Regions from separate parts of the Mus musculus genome. Here region 1 is linked to region 2. The links are chromatin contacts, called in public promoter capture Hi-C maps. All regions are on one chromosome and are shown on one strand. Each heading gives the region's core, a stretch centred on a gene start, on an enhancer-like site or on the middle of the called end of the contact. The rest is flanking DNA. Distances are from core to core; before and after follow the strand shown. Region 1 holds the start of Fcsk (fucose kinase). Region 2 overlaps Glg1 (golgi apparatus protein 1).

Region 1 (6,537 bases), core at 1,209-3,708, 290 kb before region 2:
AGCATGGGTTCTTTTTTAATTTTATTGTATTTTGTGTGTAAGTGTTTTGCCTGCGTATGTGCATTATAACACATGAGTGCAGTGCCAAGAGCCTTCGGAGGTGAGAGGTGGGTGCCAGTTCCCCTGTGACTGGAGTTACAGATAGCTATCAGTTATCACGTATATCCTGGGAATTGAACTCAAGACCTCTGCAAGAACAGTAGGTGTTCTTAACCAGTGAGCCATCTCTCCAGCCCCTCCTTATCCTTAACTCGGTTCACTGGACTTTTAAAATAAAAAGCATGCCTTTAAGGGCTAGAGAGTTGGCTCAGCAGTTAAGAACACTGGCTGTTCTTCCAGAGGTCCTAAGTTCAATTCCCAGTACACACATGGCAGCTCACAACTGTCTGTAACTCCGGTTCCAGGGGATCTTGATATCTTCACACATACATACATACAGTTAAAACACCAATGCAAATAAAAGAAGAATAAGTTTTTTTTTTTTTTTAAAAAAAGCATGACTTGTAATGTTCCCCTCCGCAAAACAATATGTGGTGCCCGACAGTGGCTGAGTGAATGACACACCTTTCCAAGGTGGCAGTGGAGTAAGAAAGTTTTAGCCTAGCCCTGTTTGGGAGGAAATGAAGGCTCTGAAATAGATTCCAGGTCAAAGACCATAGTGCTGGCTTTAATTGTCACCCTGATATAACATAAGGTCACCTCTGAAGAAAGCTCCTCAGCTGAAGGTCTGCCTCAATCAAATCCCCTTGGGCTTGTCTTTGAGAGGCTGTGGTGATTGATGGCTGATGTAGGGGGCCTACGCCACTGTGTGCGGGCCCCATCCCGAGGCATCTAAGAGAGCCCCTGGGTCATATAAGAAAGGGCTGAGCAAGCAAGAAAGCAAACCAGTAAGCAGCATGTCTCCACGATTCCTGCTCCAAATACCTGCCTGGGGTTCCTGACCGGGAAGTATAAAACATATACCCTCCCTTCTCCCCGCCAGGTTGCTTTTGGTAGTTTTATCACAGCGATAGAAAAGCAAATTTAGACAACTCTGAATAATATGGGGTTGCTGGGTGAGGGTAGGGGAAGATCTGGAAAAGTCTCAAGAAGTCAAGCAAGGCTATGGAGTTTTCCCAGTCAGATCAGCCAGGAGAGTAACTAACACTTAAGGAGTGTTTCTCAGGCACCTAGCCAACGGCATTGTAGTGACAGCTCACAGGAGCCATTCACCAGTCCTAATAGGTGATCTTATCACACCACAGGCATAAAGGAAGCCTGGCTTAAAGAATAAGCAGGCTGCCTAAGGTCAGGTAGAGCTAGCATAAATAGCTGGGTGTGTCCCCGTGTCTATGTTCTCAGTCACAGGGAGGAATGGTCCTGGGTTGTCACACGTGGCATTTGCACAGTGATCTTAGAATACAGAGAAGAAATTATAGCAGCACTCTGCCCATTTTCACAGAGCTTCATTTGCTCAATCCAAGTTGGAGTTTTGAGGACTGGAACTTTTTATGTCTTTTTTTTTTTTTTTTCTTTTCTTTTTTAGTTACGACATAGTCCTACAAAGCAAACCTGGCTAAAAGCTTACACCAATTCATCTAGTCAAGGATTTTTGGTTGGTTGATTTTTTTTTTAGTTCTGTTTGCTTTCCAGTGCTAGGAAACCTCAGGAAAATTGCAGGAGAGTGAGCATACCCAGGGATGATAAAATAAGGCCCCTTATGCATACACGCACGCACACTCCAAGTACATATTTTTAAGACAGGCTCATATTATGCAGCCTTAGTTGGCCTCAAACTTTCCATCTTCTTGCCTCCACTTCCCAATACTAGGTTTACAGGCCTGGGCCACTATGCCAGCTCATAATCTGCTCATTGAACAAAGATGGTATAGGTAGGGACTACGCACATTTCAGCATTTTAAAAACTTTAAAAGTTGAATGTATGTGTGTGTGTGAGTGAGTGAGAGAGAGAGAGAGAGAGAGAGAGAGGGAGAGAGAGAGAGAGAGAGAGAGAGAGAGAGAGAGAGAGAGAGAGGCAGGCCCAGGAGACTCTAATTTGCAGCTTTTTGAAGAACAAGAGGCAGAAAGAAGTTGGCTGGAAGTAAAACCAGATAGTAAACAATACGTTCATACAATGTGTACCCAGTGGGGTAAACTGAGGCAGGAAAACGACTCAAATCAAAATCAGAGCAGCGCTGGCATCTAGAGCTCCCTGGCTCAAGGGAATGTCGCTCGGTGTGCCAGGTGTCCGCAAGTCGTGGGGGTTCCCTCTGAAAACCCAGATCAAGAGAAGACTGCACTACAGAGGTCCCCTGCAGCTAACTAGCGCTGGGGGCGACGGCAGAGATCTGGGAAACCCGCAGGAAGGCGCCCCAAACTACAGTGGAACTGAAGACCCCGCGGACCCACATACCTGCGTCCGCCCAGCGCTCGCAGAGCCGGCTCTTTAACGCGGCTGCGCATGCAGCGCGGCGCACCCTGGGAAATGGAGTTCATTCGGCCTCCCGCCAGAGTCCTCAGAACCTACTCGCAGCCCCGCCTTACTGAAAGGACAAAGTTCTCAAACTTACAAGGAGTGCTAAATATACAAATTTCCAGAGAGAACAGGTGTCTTAAAGACACTGGCCAACTGTTTCTTTGTTTGTTTGTTTGTTTGTTTGTTTGTTTGTTTGTTTGTTGTGACTCGGGTACAAGGTAAAAGTATATTTTGATTGTTTTGTTTTGTTTTGTTTTGACAGGGTTTCTCTTTGTAGCCCTCACTGTCCAGGAACTCATTTGCCTTCCTCTGCCTATTGAGTGTGTGTGCAACCATCGCCTGGCTGTAATTTTGACCTTTTAAAATACTTTTTATTAAAGCTAAGTCTTTCTTAACTATTGATTAATTGAATGATTGATTGATTGATTGATTGAATATGAGTACACTGTAGCTGTCTTCATGCACACCAGAAGAGGGCATCGAATCCCATAACAGATGGTTGTGAGCCATCCCGTGGTGGCTGGGCATTGAACTCAGAACCTCTGGAAGAACTTAACTGCTGAGCCATCTCTCCAATCCCTTTATTTTGACCTTTTAAAAAGGATGGGGGTTTTGGGGTTTGTTTGTTTTTTTCTGTTTTTTGTTTTCTGTTTGGTTTTTCGAGACAAGGTTTCTCTGTATAGCCCTGGCTGTCCTGGAACTCATGCTGTAGACCAGGCTGGCCTCGAACTCAGAAATCCACCTGCCTCTGCCTCCCAAGTGCTGGAATTAAAAGCATGTGCCACCACAGCCCGCTTAAGAAGGATTTTTAAAAAGTTATTATTTTAGGGACTGGAGAGATAGCTCCACTAGTTAAGAGCACTCACTGCACTTCCAGAGGACCAGGCAGATCACAACATCCTCACACAGACATAAACCACCAATGCAGGCAAAACACCAATGCATATGAAAATAAAAATGAATAATTATGAAAATGACTTTGCTTTTATTATTACCGTCAATGCCATCATTTTATGTGCCTGAGTGTTTTGCCTGCATGTGTGTCTGCACCTCGTGCATTCCAGAAGAGGTTGCCAGCAGGTATTGGATTCCCAGAAGTTAGAATTAAAGACCATTGTGACCACCATGTGGGTGCTGGGAATCAAACCCAAGTCCTCTAGAAGAGCAGCCACCTGCTGATCCATCTCTCCACCTGTTTTTTGGTTGTTTTGTTTTGTTTTATTTTTTATTTTTTTTAGATAGGATCTTCCTATGTAGCCCAGGCTGGCCCTCATTCAAACTCCTCCTACTTCAGTCTCCAGAGTGCTAGGATTGTACGAACTCACCACCATATCCTTCAGATTTTTTTTTTTTTTTTAAGACAGGGTTTCTCTGTGTAGCCTTGGCTGTCCTGGAACTCACTCCAGAGACCAAGCTGACTTCAAACTCAGAGATTCACCTGCCTCTGCTTCCCCAAGGCTGGGATTAAAGGCGTGTGCCACCATGACCCAATTTCTTCAGATTCTCTTTTCTTTCCCTTCTTCTTTTCTCTTAACATTTTTATTTCTTTCCCCTGGCAGAAGCCCAAAGCCACTATTTTCCTCAGGAGCTGTGAAGAAGCAGAGGCTGGCTCGCCATTGTTGCTGAGGAGGGAACATAGGCAGCTAGAATTGCATTGACAGGAAACGTCCCTGTTTTTCTCAGGTGGATCCTTCTGGAAGAAACTTCCAACTCTACAGTGGAAAACTTTGCAGCAAAGCTTTGCAAAAGCTGTGCGTGACAGCATTGTTTGCCATAACCCAGAACTGGAAATCACTTCAGCATCCCTGTTTAGGGTTTTATGTTTTATGGAGGTTTTAATTAGAATATGGTTGATATATTTGCACAGTAATGAACTTCCTTCGTGACCTTCTCTAAGGCTGGATGGGGTGGCACAGGCCTGGAATCCCAGCTCTCGGGTGGTAGGGGGATCGGGAATTCAAAGTTATCCTCCCCTGCATAGCCCAGGTAAAGGTGGGAAAAGAGAACAAACTCAAAATTGCCTCGCTGGCTTTTGGCCTTGCTCTGGCCCAGCACTTCCTCACCATGCACCCTTTCTTCTCTTTTGGAATAGTAACATATATTTTGTGCCATTGTATGTTGGAATTGTGCGATTTGCTCTTTGACTTTGATGTTACAGGGGCTTGTGGTTAAGAGAAGGTCTTGAGGGGCTGGGGAGATGGCTCAGTGGGTAAGAGCTTTGACTGCTCTTCTGAAGGTCTTGATTTCAAATCCCAACAACCACATGGTGGCTCACAACCACCCGTAATGAGATCTAACACCCTCTTCTGGTGTGTCTGAAGTCAGCTACAGTGTACTTATGTATAATAGTAAATACATAAATCTTTGGGTCGGAATAAGTAGCGACTGAGCGAGTGGGGCCAACCGGGGCGAGCAGGGTTGACCAGAGCAATTAGAGGTCCTAAAAATTTAATTCCCAACAACCACATGAAGGCTCACAACCATCTGTACAGCTACAGTGTACTCATATACATAAAATAAATAAATAAATCTGAGAGAGAGAGGTGGCCATGACTCTCAGAAAAGATTTGGACTTTAAGCAGTGTTGAGACTGTAAAAGATTACTGGTGGTTTTAAAGTTGGATTTAATGCATCTTGCGTTATGATATGGCTACGAGTCTTTAGGGCCCAGGAAGTGGAATATGGTGGGCTGAATGAGAATGTCCCCTATAGATTCATATATGTGAATGCTATATAGTCACTAGCTGTTTGGAAGGATTAGAAGGATTCGGAGGTGTGGTCTTGTTGGAGGAAGTGTGTCACTGGGTGGGCTTTGAGGTTTCAAAAGCCCAAGCCAGGTCTGTTCTTACTCCCTTTGCTTGGAGATCAGGATGTAGAGCTCTCAGCTCCAGGGCCATGGCTGCCTGAGAGCCATCATGCTCCCTGCCATAATGATAGTGAACTAAGCCTCTGAAAGAGTAAAGCAAGCTCCCAATTAAATGCTTTCCTTTATCAAAGTTGCCTTTGCACAGCCGTAGAACCGTGACTAGAACAGAACACACAGACATGAAATTAAAAATATTTTTACATCCTGCATCACGGGAGGTGGAGACTGAATCAGCAGTTCTAGTGCAGCCATGGTTACAGCCTGGATCTGAGACTCTCCTCCGGAAAGAAGGAAGCAATGCATCATGGCTTTCTTTGCTGGTGTAGCTTAGTACTAGAGCACTTGCTTAGCATGCAAGAGACCCTGGGACCCCAAACATACCTAAAACATGTAAAGGAGCAAGACTTGCAGTGAACCCATCATGGGGCAGAGCCGGCTATGGGGTACAGACGAGGACCGGCAAGGAGAACATGAGCTCGCCCTGTATTTGAGTTCTTCTTACAAGAATGTGCTTTCTGCATTTGCTGTCCTGAACCAAGGAGCCTGGGAGGACACAGAGTCAGTTCCAGCGGGAATGGGGGGGTGTACTGTAACTTGGCCAGTCACGTAGCCGTGTCTTTCTGTCTCTGTCTGTAAAATGAGTTAACGGTAATTCCCAATGCCTGTAATTTTTATGCAGCTTTGACTCCATAGTAAGCAGTGGTGTTGGCGTCGAGGGAAGCTCAGCCATTATTACTGTCAATATATCTTTCTCCTCTCTAAAGCAGGATTTTTGGATTGTTCCCTGCTTCAGGTTCTAGGACAGTATCTAGGATGCTGTAGGTGGTTAGAAACCAGGGAAAGAAAGCATGAAAACTGTTCCCTGCCCAGCTCTCATGGGAGTCATCCCCTCTCTCCACCTGACCCAAGTCTCCCTCACCCCGCCTCCTGTGCCTATGAACCAAGGAAGCCGTATCTCTCGCAAGGGACGAGGCTCCTCTTCTTGCTGCTGCTTCAGCAATGCAGATCCGGGGCTCTACAGTGGCATGAGAAGCAGAGATGCCAGCTGCTGCAGTGTTGGCAGTGGTTCCATAAGACAGAATGTGTCTCCAAAGAGTGCAGGAGCAAAGGCCTTCACTCACATCCTGAGAAGGAGGTGTGGCTGAATGACCTCCATACTGCCAGACCCGCTCTAGTGCGGCAACTCTCCAGCCAGAGAGGCAAAGCCACTCAAGGA
Region 2 (5,955 bases), core at 2,897-5,396:
ACTTTGTGAGCAAATTTTGACACCGGATGACCAAGATCAAGATAGTAATATCTTTTTTCTAGTATCCCATGGCATCTAGTAGGCTAATAATTCAAGGAATTATTGCCATTCTAGAATTCAGTGTAGGGAGTGAGGAAAATATGCAATTGGAATACAAACTGAGCCAGGTGCAATGATGAAGGAACCCCTTTAATCTGAGGCTTTGGGAGGTAGAGGCAATTGGATCTCGGTGAATTCGAGGTTAGCTTGATCTACATAGCAAGTTCTAGGATAGTCAGGGCTACATAAAGAGACCCTATCTCAAAACAAAAACAAAAACAAAAACAAAAAAAAAAAAAAAAGGAAAAATAGACTATAAACTGATGTTATGATTGTATATACATTCTGGCCCCTGATATTAACAAAAAAACCCCGAGCAAAGCTCCGGAGAGACTTGGTCTGGAGAATGCATTATGCAGCCATCCTTGATGTGAGAAGCATAGGCTAGTCATAGCCCTGTCGTAACTGTGGTAAATCTGGAGGAGTGGACACTCATTAGGATAATAATTATCCACATACTTTACAGTTCAGCACTTGCTGATAACCATTACCAGTTCATTAAATTAATCTAGAGACAGATGTTGAAGTCTGTTGTGTCAAGGAATAAAACTTTCAAAGTAAAAAGAAACCCACCCAAATTGCTCAAAGATATTCTTCAGTTTGACTAAGGCTAGATAATATAGAAGACAAAGGACGACTCTATCCTTCTGGAAAAATTGCCTTTAGTTTTTGTGAGAAAAGGCTTTTAAAAAATAGAATCCATACAATAAAAATGAAGTGCTTCCTTCCTAAGCAGTCTTAATGCAGTCAAAACCACACAGTTCACTATTTGTGCTTGCCCTCTGGGTTTGGAAAGCACTTTCTTCTTCTGGGCACAAAGGGTGGTGTAGGCGGAACTTATTTATCTTTGAAGCTGAGTCACTAGTTCTTTTAACGAAGCTAACTTTCCAAAAACCTCATAGTGAACTATGTGCCTCAAAACAGAGTTGAGTCCAGTCTATTTTTTTCCTGAACATTTTTACAATAGGTGTAAGCTTACTATAGATAGATTCCTTTTTTCCTATCCTCCTTCCACAACCTTACTAGATGGAATTAAGGATGAAAAGCAAACACAGCAGAGGCCGTCTCCTGATTCATCCTGGACTGCAGCCAGGCATATTCACTGGCACAAAGGGCACCCGGGGCAACTGCCAACAAACAGGACTGCAGAGGAGCACAGCACACTCATCCTCACAGTCTCACTGCAGCCTCCAGAGCAGCCCTCCAGCTGATTCTGCTGTTTGAGAGAAGAGGCTGCACTGGTCTTCCCATCCCAGCACCGACATGCACAATGTAACTGCTGTTAGTATCTACTTTGGGTCATGGTTAACAAAACCTGACTCCATATCTAAAGCTCATGTAAACTTGTATTTCAGACTATAAAATTGTTATAGACTGTACAAAAAAAAATTTTTTAAAGATTTATTTCTTTATTTATTAAGTACACTGCAGCTGTCTTCAGAAACCCCAGAAGAGGGCGTCAGATCTCATTAGGGATGGTTGTGAGCCACCATGTGGTTGCTGGGATTTGAACTCAGGACCTTTGGAAGAGCAGTCAGTGCTCTTAACCGCTGAGCCATCTCTCCAGCCCAACTGTACAAATTTGATTTTACATGATTAACTAGAAAATAAAATTTGCTCTTAAGCTCTTGCTCTCTCCTTGTCTCTTACCTCTTGCTCTCCTTCTCCCCTTTCCTTCCCCCCTCCACGTGGCTGCCTTTCTACAATAAATGCCTTCAAACCATTTTAAAAAAAAGGAGAGAGAAGAAGAAAAGAAAATTCAAGTAGTATTTAGTGTTTAATAAAAATAGCCAAAACAAAGTAACAAATGAATTGTGGTTTCCTAAAGCGTGACTTAGGTTATAAAACTAAAGTATCTTTCCTGCTTTAAAAGGGAAAGTCATTGCAGAGAGTGCTATGTTGTAGAGGCTTGCACCTGGTATGCTAAACTGCAGGAGATTTAACCCATACAAATAACAAACATGGTCAAAGGCAGGAGACGATGTTCTGCATGCACTGTGCTGACTCTGTACTGTGATCTGCAGGACTGCGCTGCTCATAAACACAGGATCAAGAGTCACTTCATTTTCTCCCAGAAAAAGCAAGTCCTTTTTCTGATGTAGGGGACTGACCTCATGGTTGCATTCATGTTATATAGCAATACGAAAGCTAAGTGTTTGTGGAAAAGACTATCTTTATATTCTTGTTTGTAAAGTTTGGAGCTGGTGAAAGACAGATCTTTCTGCTTATAGTTTCCCTGATTTAATCAATAAAGACACTTGATTCTGAGGATGATCCTTCAGACTTGTGGCATATCGTAAAAAAGTAAACTGGCAGAAATTTTCCATTCATGTCAACTCTCAATTTCAACTCAATCAAACTTGTTAAGACAGGCAAGTTCTCTTCTCCTAATAGCCTCTCATTTTGAAGAAAGTGATTTGCCTTTATTCTGTCTTTCGTAATCCAAACTGGCAAGTTCTTTAGAAACAGGAAAACAATGGATTTCCTTTACCTAGCTCCACAGCAATTTTTTTTTTGTTTGTTTTTTTTTTTTGGTTTTTTGAGACAGGGCTTCTCTGTGTAGCCCTGGCTGTCCTGGAACTCACTCTGTAGACCAGGCTGGCCTCGAACTCAGTGCTGGGATTAAAAGCATGTGCCACCACACCCGGCTCAGCTCAGGGGCATCTTCTTAATTAGCAATTGAGTGCCCAGTTCACTGTGGGTGGTGCCACCTCTGGGCAGATGGTCCTGGGTTCTATAAAAAAGTAAGCTGAGCAAGCCAAAGCCAGTAAGCAGCAATCCTCTATGGCCTCCATATCAGTTCCTGCATCCAGATTCCTGCTTGAGTTCCTGCCTAGACTTCCTTCAATGATGGTGGAGTACGATGTGAAAGAACAAGCATTTAAAATAACCCTTTCTTCCCAGCTGTTTTGGTTATGGTGTTTCATCACAGCAATAGTAATCCTAAGAAAACAGTCAAGTGGCAGCAGAAATATTTTTCCTTACCGCCTGTTGGCAGTTCATTCCAAGGTTCCCCTTTTCACCCCGAACCACTTTCATCAGACAGTGGAGGGTTCGCCCTTTCCGATGTAATCCAGAACAATGGTGTTCAATCTCCCCTCGACAGCTCAGGATGATCTCGGGGCTCAGAGAGAAGTCTTCCATCAGCATGCGTCGGTAATCCAGCATCTCACCTTGGCACTCACTGCTCACCTGCCGCCCTGTGTCAGGGGTAAGTCAGACAGTTATGAAATGGGAGTCTGAGGACCAGAAAGCTCTACATGTTAAACTACGTTTCTGTCTGGAAAAGAATAACCCACAGCCTTTCCAGATGGAATTACTATCTGGACTGAAATGCTTAGAACATGGTAAAACTTTTGCAGCATAAAGAAAAAGAAAAAAAAAAAAGCTTAGACCCAGGTTTAGCCTGCAGGGTTGTGCACTATAGATCTTATCAACCATAATACAAATGTTCTGCCAAAGCAAGTCCTTTTTCTGATGCAGGGGATTGAACTCATGGTCACATTCATGCTACATAGCAATACGAAAGCTATCGGGGCAGTAAATAAACTGAGAACAATCGTTATTGCCCTATACAGCTAAAGTTTGTGGAAAAGACTATTCTTCCAAAATTCATGATGGCTCCCCATGTCTTGGAGCTATAAATGTGAACAGGGAGAACATAAAAAGCAGCAACCACCCCACTCAGTCCTCAAGTCCAAACAAAAAAAGTTACCCAGTTACTTTAGTAATAGACCCAGGATTTGAAGTCACATCACTCTGACCAAAAACTCATGTGACATTAATGTTCTCCCATTCTTCTAAAGACTGTTCCAGTAGTCATTCTAAAAATCAAAAGGTTCAAAAAATGCAGAAGAAAACTACTAATTACAGGTACAAGAAGCTTTGGAATGTGAACTGAAGAAGGAGTGAAAGGAGAAAAGGAAAAAGAACATCACCTCTGTGCACTGCTGACTCCAGGCACATCAGAAGGTAGGAGAGCCTGGCTTCCCGGGACCGAGGAAGGTTTTCCACATTGCACCGGTATTTTTTCAAGTCACTCTTACAGGATTTGGCTAATGAGTAACTGACTTTATAATCCTGGGCAATGAGCTTCTGGCGTGTAGTTAGTGCTTCTCTACACTGAGGAAAGAGGATAAGGAACGAAACCTTAAGTCTACCCTGAGACTTACTGTGGCTCAGCTATCTCTGAAAAGCAGAAACTCAGAACCAAGCAAGTTGCACTTTTTACCAAAACACCTATCTGTACGTTTGTTTTGAATCTGGCTCTAAGGTCTGGAGATATGACTCAGCAGTTAAGAGCTCTTGCATCTCTTCAGAGGACCCAGGCTCCATTCTCATCACTTACATGGTGGCTCACAGCCATCTACAATGACAGTTCCAAGGGTGCTCTATGAAGCCCTCTCCAACTTCTGCTGACACACACACAGTGTATCTACATATATGCAGGCAAAACATTCATATATGAAAAATAATAAATGAAAATAAAATGATAATAAAAAAATCTGACTCTAGTATGGAAAGAGTAAGGAGTAAATCACTGGGAAAGTGAAATCAGGCAGTAAATTAGTAGCTAACTGTTGCTAGGACATCACATAGGTTTTTGGAGGGTTCAAATATACTAAACTTGACACAAAGTATTCTTCCTTCTTCAACCATACTTCTGGTATAAATTTCACAAGAACTAATATTATATTTGGCTGTTCTATTATACAGAACTTTCTATTACTCTGAACACAGTAAATACTTTACTATATAAGAAAACAAAAGTTAGAATTACAAAACCAAAGTATTAGAAAGATTCTTGTATCCATTCAGTGACAGGACTAATAGTAATAAGAATATTTAATGAGATAATAATGAAAAATTAAACAACTGGCTATCTATGAAGGATATTGGTGTGGTTAGCCTATACTACCCGAGTATGCAGAGCTAGCATTAATGTGATCCTGGGTAAAATTTTTTCTTTGGGTTGGAGAGATAGCTCAGTGGTTAAGAGTACTGACTGCTCTTCCAGAGGTCCTGAGTTCAATTCCCACCAACCACATAGTGGCTCTCAACCATCTGTAATGGGATCTGATGCCTTCTTTTGGTATGGTTGAAAACAGCTAGAGTGTACTTACATAAATAAAATAAATAAATCTTAAATTTTTTTCTTCAATTTTACTCCCAAATAACATTTGATTATATAGGCATCATGATTAGAGGTTCTTCCCTGCCTCCCTTTTTGGTTTGAGGCAAATATATTATTTTTTACATTTATTTATTTATAGTGTGTGTGTGTGTGTGTGTGTGTGTGTGCGCGCGCGTGCGCGCGCTGGGGGTGGGTGAGTGTACTATAGCATGTGTGTGGCCAGAGGACAACCTGCAGAGATTGAGTAATCCTCCCTCCAATCATGTGGGCTCTGGGATGAACTCAAAGTCATCAGGCTTGGTGACATGTGCCTTTACCCTCTAAACAATTATGCCAGGCTTTACTTGATTTTAAGATGGAGTATGACTGTGTATTCAGACTGGCCTCAAACTTTAAATCCCCCCCCCCCCCCCCGCCTTAGCCTTCTGAGTGCCATCATGTGCTCTCACACCAGTTTATTCAAATATACTTCATGTACTTAAACAAAGGTGTCTCAATTCATCAGTCATTAATACCCAGAACGTCTCAATTCATCAGTCATTCATACCTCGATAAAGGCAATTCTGTAGAATCAGAGTTTGAAAATATTTGGGAAAAAGAAAAATGTGTTTGCATTAACTATAGACAAATGATTTTGTAACCATTATCCCCTAAACAATATAACGTAGCAATTTCGTTATAGCAGCACCTCATCTGCATTATGTGAGGTATTTTAAGAGATC

The links. Promoter capture Hi-C pulls out the DNA fragments that hold promoters and counts their contacts.
Region 1: a contact with region 2 is called in a promoter capture Hi-C map of liver. The contact joins the promoter of Fcsk here to the enhancer-like site in region 2. A contact is called at or near these places in 6 of 39 promoter capture datasets (the C10 cell line, the HPC-7 cell line, cranial neural crest and 2 more) and 1 of 9 other capture datasets (adipose tissue).

The regions. Positions count from the first base shown.
Region 1 is chr8:110,900,030-110,906,566 of GRCm38.p6, forward strand. It overlaps Fcsk (fucose kinase), which reads right to left and starts at 2,459. Exons shown (of 24, transcript NM_172283.3): 1 at 2,393-2,459.
Region 2 is chr8:111,184,630-111,190,584 of GRCm38.p6, forward strand. Glg1 (golgi apparatus protein 1) reads right to left here. Exons shown (of 26, transcript NM_009149.3): 7 at 4,038-4,221; 8 at 3,085-3,299. Among named protein-coding and RNA genes, the nearest start is that of 9430091E24Rik, 42 kb to the left of the region's middle. Within about 2 kb of position 4,147, at least 10 of the 459 cell types and tissues checked have an H3K27ac peak or open chromatin away from gene starts, as enhancers often do. A contact at or near this core is called in liver, where this site is marked.